Linked DNA regions of Arachis hypogaea: region 2 is linked to region 1. A link is a contact called in public Hi-C data. All regions are on one chromosome and are shown on one strand. The core of a region is the stretch at or near the end of the contact, and the rest is flanking DNA. Distances in the headings are between cores, read along the strand shown.

Region 1 (5,664 bases), core at 2,643-5,142:
TTGAATCACTGAATCACATAATGAGCCCCCTAGAGAGTGTAAGAGACGCGCGTGGGGGAAAGGAGAAGGGGCGCGTGAGGGAGGGTGGAGCCCACTATCATTCTCGGTCCCCAAGGCTCTCAATCGATGAAGCGTACGGCCACCTGATTTTCTAGTGTATGGTGTCTGGGGTATGCACGAGCTGTACACTATCATGGGCATCTTTCTTGCCATTGCGGTGCTGCCACGGCTCTTTGATGCCCTTTTTAACTATTTTGCCGCACCCCCTCTTCATTTTCTATTAATTCTTTTTATCTCAAAAAAAAAAAAACAAAATATCAAGCTCAATATTAGAAATTTTATGAAATGAAATATCAGAAAATATAAAGGAGGAAGAGAAAAATAAGAGAGTTCCATTATTATTATGGCTTCCGTTGTTCCTTATCTTTTTCCACTCTGAGGTTTCTCTCTCTCTCGTTTCGCGTTTGGACCTCTCACCCTTTTTTCAACCCATTTTCTTCTCTTCTCTCACGGCTCATACCAATTTTCAAACCTCATAACCTCCTTCTCCTTCCCCCTTCCCTCCATTCTCCCACTGCTATGTGACCCGATTGGAACCCCAATTCTAATCCTATCTCCATTCCCATCGTTTTCGGATTCTGCCTTTCTCTTGTTGCAATCAAAGAGATGAAGAGGGATCACAGTGAAGCTGGCTCCAGCTATGGCCAGCAAGGTAGCAGCAGCAGCAGCGTGGCCAAAGGCGAATGCTCGTCAATGTCGAGCGGGAAGGCCAAGATGTGGGAGGAAGACCATGACCCAAGCTCCGGCGGCGGCGGCGGCGGCATGGACGAGCTCCTCGCTGCTCTTGGTTACAAGGTTCGCAACTCAGACATGGCTGACGTGGCCCAGAAGCTGGAGCAGCTGGAGATGGTTATGGGTACCGCGCAAGAAGACGGAATTTCACACCTGGCTACTGACACCGTTCACTACGACCCTACGGATCTATACTCCTGGGTGCAGAGCATGATCAATGAGCTCAACCCTCCCCCAAGCACCGCTGCCGCAAACGGAACAAGCAGCTCACTGCTGTGCAGCTCCCAAATCGAGGAGAACCCCTCACGCGCCTTCACGGACGACTCTGAGTACGACCTGAGAGCGATACCTGGCATCGCCGTTTACCCTCAAAACGACGAACCCAGCAACAAACGGCTGAAAACGAATCGTGTTCCAGAAATTGGGTCAGAGGGTGTTCAAGAACCGACCCGGCCAGTTGTGCTTGTGGATTCCCAAGAAACAGGTGTCCGTCTAGTCCACACCCTCTTAGCCTGCGCGGAGGCAGTCCAGCAAGAAAACCTAAAGCTGGCAGACGCGCTAGTGAAGCACGTGGGGCTACTCGCGCAGTCGCAGGCCGGTGCCATGAAGAAAGTTGCATCTTACTTTGCACAGGCACTTGCGAGGAGGATTTACCAGATTTACCCTCAAGAAGCCATGGACTCTTCTTTCTCAGATGTGCTCCACATGCACTTCTACGAGTCCTGCCCTTACCTCAAATTCGCCCACTTCACAGCCAATCAGGCCATACTCGAGGCCTTCGCTTCTGCCACCAGGGTCCACGTCATCGATTTCGGCCTCAAGCAAGGGATGCAGTGGCCCGCACTCCTGCAAGCCCTCACATTGCGTCCCGGCGGCCCACCCACTTTCCGTTTGACTGGAATAGGCCCGCCGCAGACCGACAACACTGACTCCCTGCAGCAAGTCGGATGGAAGCTTGCACAACTGGCACAAACCATAGGCGTTCAGTTCGAGTTTCGCGGCTTCGTCTGCTCTAGCCTCTCGGATCTTGACCCCGAAATGCTTGAGATCCGACCCGGAGAAGCCGTTGCGGTTAACTCCGTTTTCGAGTTGCATCGCATGCTGGCCCGCCCCGGCTCCATCGAGAAAGTTCTTGGCACGGTTAAGAAGATCAAGCCGAAGATCTTCACGGTGGTGGAGCAGGAAGCCAACCACAACGGTCCAGTTTTTGTGGATCGGTTCACGGAGGCGTTGCATTATTACTCGAGTTTGTTTGACTCGCTGGAGGGATCGGTGGCGACGGGGTTGGCGGCGCCGCCGCCGACTGAGGACCTATTGATGTCGGAGCTGTACCTCGGGAGGCAAATTTGCAACGTGGTGGCGTGCGAGGGCACAGACCGGGTGGAGCGGCACGAGACGCTGACGCAGTGGCGGGCCAGGATGGGGTCGGCCGGGTTCGAGGCGGTCCACTTGGGGTCGAACGCGTTCAAGCAAGCGAGCATGTTGCTGGCGCTGTTTGCGGGTGGGGATGGGTACAGGGTGGAGGAGAACAATGGGTGCCTCATGCTTGGGTGGCACACCAGGTCCCTGATTGCGACCTCGGCGTGGAAGCTTCCACCCCTTTCTTCTGGCGGCGAGTCTTAGTGAGTTGACTCGGCGCGTGGGGCCTGAGTTGGATGGATGGATGGTGACCTTAATTATTACTACTGTTACTACTACTACTACTATTATATACTCTGTAGATTAATTGGGGATTATTATTGGGGAAATGGCATGGTTTGAAGAAAACTTTGGAAGAAGAGTGACTCAGTAACCGAGTGAAGTGAGTGAGAGAGTGAGCGAGTCAGAGGCAGAAGATAAATAAAAGGGGAGGGTAAAAGAAAAACAACCATAGCTTGTAATTTGTAATTGTACTTTTTACTCTGCGTCTCTCTTTAGTGATTTTCGCATTTTCCAAATCACATTTGTTCAATTTTTAAGTTGAATGGCCTTTTTTTTCTTTCTTGAATATGTTTGATTAATTTTTAATTACAGTTTGAAGTCTCCTCTTTCCCTTGTTGGGGACGGAGTGATCTAGGCGAGAAAATTGTATCTAGTCTTTGTTGTTACTGCCCTTTAAGAAAAGAAAAAGACTCTTGTCGTTGTTCCTCTTGGTTACACAATTTTATATATGGATCTGATTATTTTCAAATAATACCAAGATATTTCAGAAATAATGATTCTTTTCGTATAATGCTGATGGAAGATATTAACATCCACTCATCCAGCATAGACAGAATTTTGATCAGATCAGAGTGAGGTTGCACTCCACTAAGGTGAAGCTTTGAGCTTTTGATGATATAAGTCTCTAAACCAAAAAGGTTTAATTAAACGCGATACGCTAAAAGTAAAGGCTCAAATGATAACAATTGGTGTGTTTAATAGTTATAGAAAACTAGAAAAGCTAGTGTTATGTTAAAGTTGTTACATTATTTTACCAACTTGTTTCATTATCAGTGGTAACCCACGACTCTAGATGCCAAAAATTAGGCTGAGAATAATTAAGAACATGGACATCACAATATTCTGGCATTCTGTTAGTGGTTGTTGTCCATTAAACAGGGGAAACTACTCTGCTGCTGCGTTTTGCATGAACTGCAGAGGAAGCTATAGCCATATTTCACTGAACTCAGCTGAACCCATGAACACCAATACATAAATAAACAATCGCTGCAATTTAGTTTTTTTCTGAAGCATCTAAAGTCCTGACAGCCTCAATTGCAGTACCAATCAATATACAAGAATGTTGCCTCCTTAACTTCTAGTTTGTGACTTAAGAGTTATGGCCAAGTCAAAAGAATCAATATTTTTGTTCATGTAAGAGCTAGGAAGATATATATATAATAATAATTAGCCGAATTTCAGGAGTTCGGCACCAATTGGCAAAATAGTTGCAATAATTAGTTATTAGGCAATTACTTAATTATATCAATTTGGCCATAAATTAGTGCAAGTTGCCTCCGATCCTGTTTTAGGATAATGATATCATTTTGTAGTAAGCAACGAAGCATATCCGCATGTTTCTGCCTCTTCAAGCGTACAGCTGCAGTTTTCTGTTTACTTTATTTAAGATAAGTGTCTTTGTTAGCAATATTTCACATGGAACTCCGCTTAATTATTATTATCATCATAATGGCCTTTTGAAGGGTGGAGATTAACGCTTATAACTCCAAGTGGAGTAACAAATTAAAAGTGTGTTTATCGTACATGATATCTCAATAGTTCGCAATAAAGATCATGAAGAGTTCACCATTTGTGAAACATGACAAAATTCTTACCTCAAGGGATGGATTTAACAAATAGATAAACATGTATATGATTGTTCGAATCCTAAGTGCACAATAAAAATTTACTTGAGAATTCTTGTAACTATATCAATACCACTATTTTCATATCAAAACATCAATTATAAAATCTCTGTTTCAAACATGGTTCTAAATTACTAATCTTCCCTTAGCATTTCTCACGTTACTCACAAATATTTGTTACTTTGTTAGAATTGTTGAAAAGTCAAAGACGAAATCATTAAAGTGCAGGAACCATCATAACGAATAGTATACGACCATCCATTACAAATTGACATCTAAATTTACCTTTTATTAAAAGGGGGCACTAGAAAAACGAAAGTTTTAGAGGAAAATTTTCATCCAAGTTGGAGGCCGGGGGGGAAAAAGAGGATTAAGCAATTAGGCTGATCTTAAAACAAAAATTAGTTGCAGCTTTAACTGTTTTACCCAACATTATTATTGAGAATATTTGGTAACAAAAGAATATTCGCTAAAAATTATTAAAACTTAGCATTTTTTATTTTATTTAATATATTATATTATATAATAAATAAATATTAAATAAGATAAATTTAGACCGTTTGAATTAATACGTTATTCTTGAATAAATGAAGGTATGCATATACACAAGAGTGAAAACAAGAAACTATTGAGATTGTCGCTATATATAGTAGCATATTATGTGATATTTACTGTGGTCTTACTGGTGTTTATTATGGCATTTAAAAATTATTTTCTAATTACTAAAAATATTAAATAATTAAATTTAAAAAATAACGATAAATAATAAATCAAACAAAATTTAAGCAGCATATAAAAGAATAGCACCTTTACCCTCGTAATGTGAATATCACACTCACACACATCCTTTTAGCTATTTCTGCTTTGTACTTTATGATCACTAAGGTGAAGGTGGATATACAGAGAAAGAAGCTAGGTTCGTTCCTTATGAACCTAGGTAGGCCACTGTCTACTGATAGCGGTTGCCATCAAAGCCCAAGTTTGGTTATGTTTATCTGTTTCCGTTACTAAGTATATCAAATACATAGTAGGGGCCAGCTAATCTTAGCTTTCAAACTAGTATAAATTAAAGAAAAAAATAATCATTTTTTACACATCTCAAGTTGATGAGTGATTAATTCAGGGATTCAAAAAAAATAAATGTAATAATCCAATAATAATAAGATAAGGTAAGTGTTTATTACTTTTTTTTATATGAAAATAACAACTTGTGTGACTTACATGTCCCTGTTCTTCCTCGATCGTGTGCATTGCTGTCTGATGTATCTTTTTACTGTGAAATTATTGTGATGACACTGTAAGAGTGGACAGCTAGCACTGCATGAATGCATTGTTTATTACTTGAAGTAATTAATCAAAATTCAAAACTGATTATTATAAACATATTTATCAAAATACTTTTATTTAATAATATGTAAATATATAATAACATTACTAGTTTTAACCATTTATTATATTTAAAATGATGTCAAATTAAATTTCCTTACGTTTTCATCATCAAAATTAAACTACCCCTTCTAATTTGAGAAGGAACAAAAGATAAGAT
Region 2 (5,675 bases), core at 1,333-3,832, 47 kb before region 1:
ATACAAATAAATGATAGAAGTTGAGAGGGCAGAATCAGCTTTAAGATACCTTCATATAAGACTTCAAAGATTGAAGTGAATCAGGAACTTTCCACTTCTTATAATGCCCCAAAGCAATCTCCAAATGATACAGCTTTGGTCCAATAGATAAGTCAGCTGCAGATATGTCTTTCCCATTGACAAAAGGACCCTATATGAAAATTGCAAGAATCATCCGTTAAATGAAAATATAGGAAGTTTCCTGCACAAGTTTTAATTTACAGACTTCAAATTATACCAAAGAGTAATTGCTAGTTAAGCATGGCGAATTAGTGGCACACAAGATGTCACATTAATAGCAAAGGGTGCCATACAAATATTATGAATCAAGTTCTCCATAATCACTCTCAGATAACCTAAATGACTTATATGGGAGTAAAAGCCTGCAAAGGGCCCTTAGATTAGTCAAACAACTTGTTTCTCTATGTTTGTCCAAGTAATGTGCTGGAAATGACATTAGAGTTTACCCTGGAGCACGGGAAAGAATTGAGAGATTCTAGCTTATGTCTCTACCTCCCAGGATTGATTCAAGCAACAGATTCCTAGTTCAGGAATAAGTTCTGGACTACTTGCTTCCAATTCAACAATCAACTCAATTCAAATCAGACGTCTTATGCAAAGGGAGTAAAAATATCAGTGGTACATTTTACAGCGAATGTCTACAAGAATAAAGATAAAAATAGATTTTGGCATATCATGAATGGGTATGTGAGCTTTCATAATAACTCCATGACATATACACAGAAACGGCACAAAGATCAAACTTTGGTTCATCAAGGAGAACCATAGAAGATGGTAAATATGTTTATGACTTTATCAACAAATTACTGACCCAATAAAGAATGCAAACAATAGAAGAAAAAGAAAAGCAAAAATAAGTCGTACATTTTCCTTAAGGTAATCGTTGAAAGAGCTTAGTTCACTTAGCAATGCTTGCTCTGTTCCATCATTGGGATCTTTGCTCTTGAGAAATCCAATAAATGTAGAAAAGATCTTCGACCCACTACATACAAAAATTCATGCCTGTATTAGTCATTTGGAGGACATCTAATATATTCAACTTAATATTTAAGAATAAAAAGCTGACAGAGGAGAAAGCAAATGTTGCTAGACTTGTCTAATTTGCAGCAACCATGCTTCATTTTTCTCTCTAAATATTCCAAGCCAAGTACATCAAGCACAAGAAACACATAATAATAGCACAAAAGTATCTAGTAATGATCAGGAAATCTAGAAGATAGATACATACACTGTAGCTTTTTCGGGTGGGGTTACCAATGGTGGGCTAGGATACTTCTCTTCCAGAATTTGTGTGATGATATCCGAATCAGAAACCCACTTCTCATCAAGCTTTATGACAGGAACTTTACCCTCAGCATTGATTTTAAGGAACCTCAACCAGTAACACAAACAATAAGAAAAGGAACAAGAACAAGAAGAACAACAACAAATTGTAAACTCTTGTACAAAGGAAGAACTTAACAAAAAGAAATGAACCAGAAGATCACCATTCTGGCTTGTTGGTCAAATCTACCAACTTGGGGTCATAAGGAAGATGTTTCTCCTCAAGAGTCAGCAACACCCTTTGGCAGAAGGGACCTGAAGGACAATTCAAACAACCGTCACTAATTGATTATAGGAACCTCAAGTTCAAAGGTCAAAACCAAACATAAATATTTTCCTCCCTCAATTGAAGTCATATGAATAATTATTGATTCCAGACACACAAACTGAAACGAAACACATGATAACGCCACTGCCATTTTCTTCAAAGGCATCAAATTTCCACTCTAATAAACACAGTTTCAGAACTGAACTCCTCCTTTATTATTTCAGAACTAGGACTCAGACAATTTCATCAAAATTATACAATTCGAAAATAAGTTACATTACAATGACCATCCAATTCCAAGGCATAATATGGATGCAATTAAGCTCCTAAACCAAAAACAAAAGCAGCACTATTCACAACACACAAGCTCGTTCAAGTCATGGAGAATCACAGCACATGTCTGTGTGCATCCTGAATATGTATCATTTAATTTCAATTTTCCGAACAGGCAAAGCAATGGGAAGCTAAAATAAAGTGAAAGTTGGTGTTTTTACAGTCTCCGAGCTTGTTGGGAGTGGTTATGGAAGCTTTGACGCAGATTTCGAAGGGCGCAGAAGGCGGAGAAGAAGACATTGAGAGTACTTTGAGGGCGCTAGAATTCTTGGCATTCCTGCTGAGCGAAACGACGGAGTTGGGGCGGTGGCGGAGGTGGTTGAAGGTGGAGTAGAGCGCGCACGCCGAAGCTTGGATTCTGACGGTGGACATTGGAAGCTGATATAGTTTGAATTATTGGAATTTGAAGGGAGAAGAATGGAGAAGAATGATGATGAGGTTGCGTTTTCTTTTGTCTTCTGCCAAATGTTCTAAGTCTAACTACGTGTCACGTTTCACCTTTTACGTGCCAATTGCCATATCACCCCCAAAATAAGTGTTGCGGGTCGGTTTTGGCTTCATTTGGAAAACCCCGAACTGATTCTATTTTACTTGGTATGGATTGATTTGAATTTGAGGGTTTTTATAAGTGGAACTTGTTTTGACGGTTACCTAAAACGGTGATTTGGGCTTGGATATGAGATTTAGATTTTTTTTGAAGCAGTGTTCGTTCGATTTGTGTTGAGATGTCGTCGTTTGAGTTCTTCGTAAAGAGGTGAGAGGTGGTATCTACAAGAAATTTCGATGTTTAAGTTAGCAAATATTTTATGCAGATTTTTAAGGGGCACGCTACACATCCATGTAACCATGTAACTAAATTAATCCAATCCAAAATAGAGGCACGCGCATTAATGAGAGTGAAAACACGCGCCCGCTTATTATGAAAAAACGTTACTTCTTCCTCAGTTCTTCTTCTTCTTCTCTACTCGCGTTATAGACTTCACCGTTCTCCTCTGATCGCGTTTTCTTTCTTGTTCTTCTTCTTCTTCTCTATTCGCGTTCTTTGTTATAGATCTGGATTGACTTCAACGTAATTAGCTTTGTGGTTCTTCTTATTCTTCTTCGTTTTCTTCTTCGATCTGGACTTTTGAATTGAAACAATGAATGAATCAACTTCAAAATCAGTTGAATGAGTGCGATTTGGATTATTCTTCCGAAACGCATCACAATAATCTTAAATATTGAACAAAGTAAAAAGAGGCCACCGAACCGAACAACATTCATTTGGTGAACCGAAATCACAAAGGCCACCGAACTGAACAATGTACATGTGGTGAATAAATGGTGATCAACTTTCAATCAACAATAATAGTATTTTGCCATGCAAAAGAAGTACTGAACAGAGTAACAACCAATTTCAAAGCCCTAGTTACACTATCCACTGAACTGAAGAAGAAGAAGAAGAAGAACCTACGAGCGCAAATTTGAAAGAAGAAGGAGGAGGAGGAGAAAGAGGAAGAGAAATACTATTCTTGTTGATTGAAAGTTGATCACCATTTATTCACCACATGTACATTGTTGGTTCGGTAGCCTTTGTGATTTCGGTTCACCAAATGAATGTTGTTCGGTTTGGTGGCCTCATTTTACATGGAGAAATACTATTATTGTTGATTGAAAGTTGATCACCATTTATTCACCACATGTACATTGTTCGGTTCGGTGGCCTTTGTGATTTCGGTTCACCAAATGAATGTTATTCGGTTCGGTGGCCTCTTTTTACTTTGTTCAATGTTTAAGATTATTGTGATAGCATGTAGCAATCATTCCCTAGCTGTCTCAACGTAATAACCTCATTCAATTGATTTGAAGTTGAATCATTCATTGTTTCCATTCAGAAGTGTAGATCGAAGAAGAAAACGAAGAAGAAGAAAAACTACAGAGCTTATTACGTTGAATTTAATGCAGATCAATAATGAAGAATGCGAGTAGAGAAGAAAAACGCGAATAGAGGAGAACGACAAATTTTATTAGGTTGAAGAAGAAGAACAAAAACGTGATATGTTATATGAGACGCGTGTATAACAAACGACTGTGGGGTGGGAGAACGCGTGTGTGGAGGAAGTTACTTAGATAACATCCATGTATTTTTTACATGGATGTAGAGCTTTTCCTGATTTTTAATAGATTTAGTAGATTAGATGCTAAATATACCTGAAAGTATTAGTGTATTTATAAAAAAAATAATAATTAAAGAGTAGTTCTATCTTTGATGGTGGATGGCCGTTCCTTTTTATTAAAGAAGTTATTAAAATTTTCTTTCTAGACAGATAGAAGATATCTTATGAGTTAGTTACTTATCCAAATAAGTAAGATTGAAGTGTTGTCGTAATACCCTATTTCCACTAAATCAGGTAAATGTAGCTGTAGTTGAATTTCTTAAATGAGATTCTATTTATTTAGATTTGGTTATATTTTTTGGGATAGAATATGAAGAGACTTCAACTAATCTAAATTGATTAAATTCGAATTGAATCAGTTTAAATAGATAAATAATTAGGTATTTGATTGAAAATAAAATTCAACAAAACTTAAAAAAAAAAGAAAAAAATTAAAAAGTTTTCTAAATATTATAAATATATGATAATAATAATAATAAAAAATAAAAAACAATATATAATCAATTTAAATAAATATATTATTAGATTTTTTAATTAATATTAAACTAATTGAATAATTAGGTTGTTCAAATTTTATAATTTTAAAATTGATATTCAAATTAATTAAAGTCGAATTTAATCGAGTTTAACCTGATGGACTCGATTAGCCATAGGGTCAAAACAATTCATAGAAAGTGAATTATGTTTTAAATAAAAATTAATTAATTATTAACGACTAATTTATTTTTTAATTAATTTTTTAGTTTACCATACTAAAACAAGGGATATTGAGTTTTGTTTGTGTTTTTAGTATAGGAAAAATACTTTTTTAAAAAATAAATATTTATTTTAGTTTTTTATTCATTTTGTTTACTTTTAAAAAATAATAAATTTTGTAAAAAAATTAACTTATATATTTGTTTTTAAAAATAAATGTATTTATTTAAGTCACTTTTTAAGATATTTTTTAAGATTTTTTATTCCTCAATTTAATAAATTAAAGATTACTTTATTATAAATTTTAACTCTGTTTAAATTTGTAATCATTGTTTAAGTGAAAGAACAAATCAGTTTTTTATTATTAGTGTTGTGATAAGAATATCTTATTACATTTTATGTGGATGTCCATTTTTTATGAGATATAGTTTTTTAAGAATGACCGTATTTAATATAGTTTAAAAAAGTGTCATCATATACGTATATAAATAGAGGCTTAACCCCGTCACACAACACACAATCAATAATCAATATCAGTATTCTCTCTCTTATACTCTTCTCCCCCTTTTACATATGACCTTACTTGGTAATATATATAAATTACTTCTATTATATCAAAATAATTATATTGATGAACATAATATTAAGAGTTTTATATTTATATTTCTCTATCTTATATTTATATTTTCCTTATTTATTTATTTCACAACATGTTATCAGCACGAGACTCTGATCAAATTTTAGGAATACTCAGGTAACAAATTTTTATTATGTCGAAACTCTCTTATCTTGAATTTAATGCTCTTGATATATCTGGAAACAACTGTTTATCATGGATA

The links. Hi-C and Micro-C count contacts between places; a contact is called where the count stands out from the background.
Region 2: a Hi-C map of leaf shows a contact between it and region 1, with 2.1 times the contacts expected there. The contact joins the promoter of LOC112791636 here to the enhancer-like site in region 1. A contact is called at or near these places in 3 of 8 Hi-C or Micro-C datasets (leaf and an unstated tissue).

Annotation. Positions count from the first base shown.
Region 1 is chr3:130,526,414-130,532,077 of arahy.Tifrunner.gnm2.J5K5, reverse strand. LOC112791635 (DELLA protein 1) reads left to right here. Exons shown (of 1, transcript XM_025834546.3): 1 at 1-2,729. The coding sequence starts at 667. The coding sequence ends at 2,415. Among protein-coding and RNA genes, the nearest start is that of LOC112791635, 3.1 kb to the left of the region's middle. Within about 2 kb of position 3,892, at least 1 of the 3 cell types and tissues checked has open chromatin away from gene starts, as enhancers often do.
Region 2 is chr3:130,571,960-130,577,634 of arahy.Tifrunner.gnm2.J5K5, reverse strand. It overlaps LOC112791636 (glutathione S-transferase DHAR3, chloroplastic), which reads right to left and starts at 2,582. Exons shown (of 6, transcript XM_025834547.3): 1 at 2,146-2,582; 2 at 1,548-1,638; 3 at 1,289-1,432; 4 at 925-1,042; 5 at 50-190. The coding sequence starts at 2,356.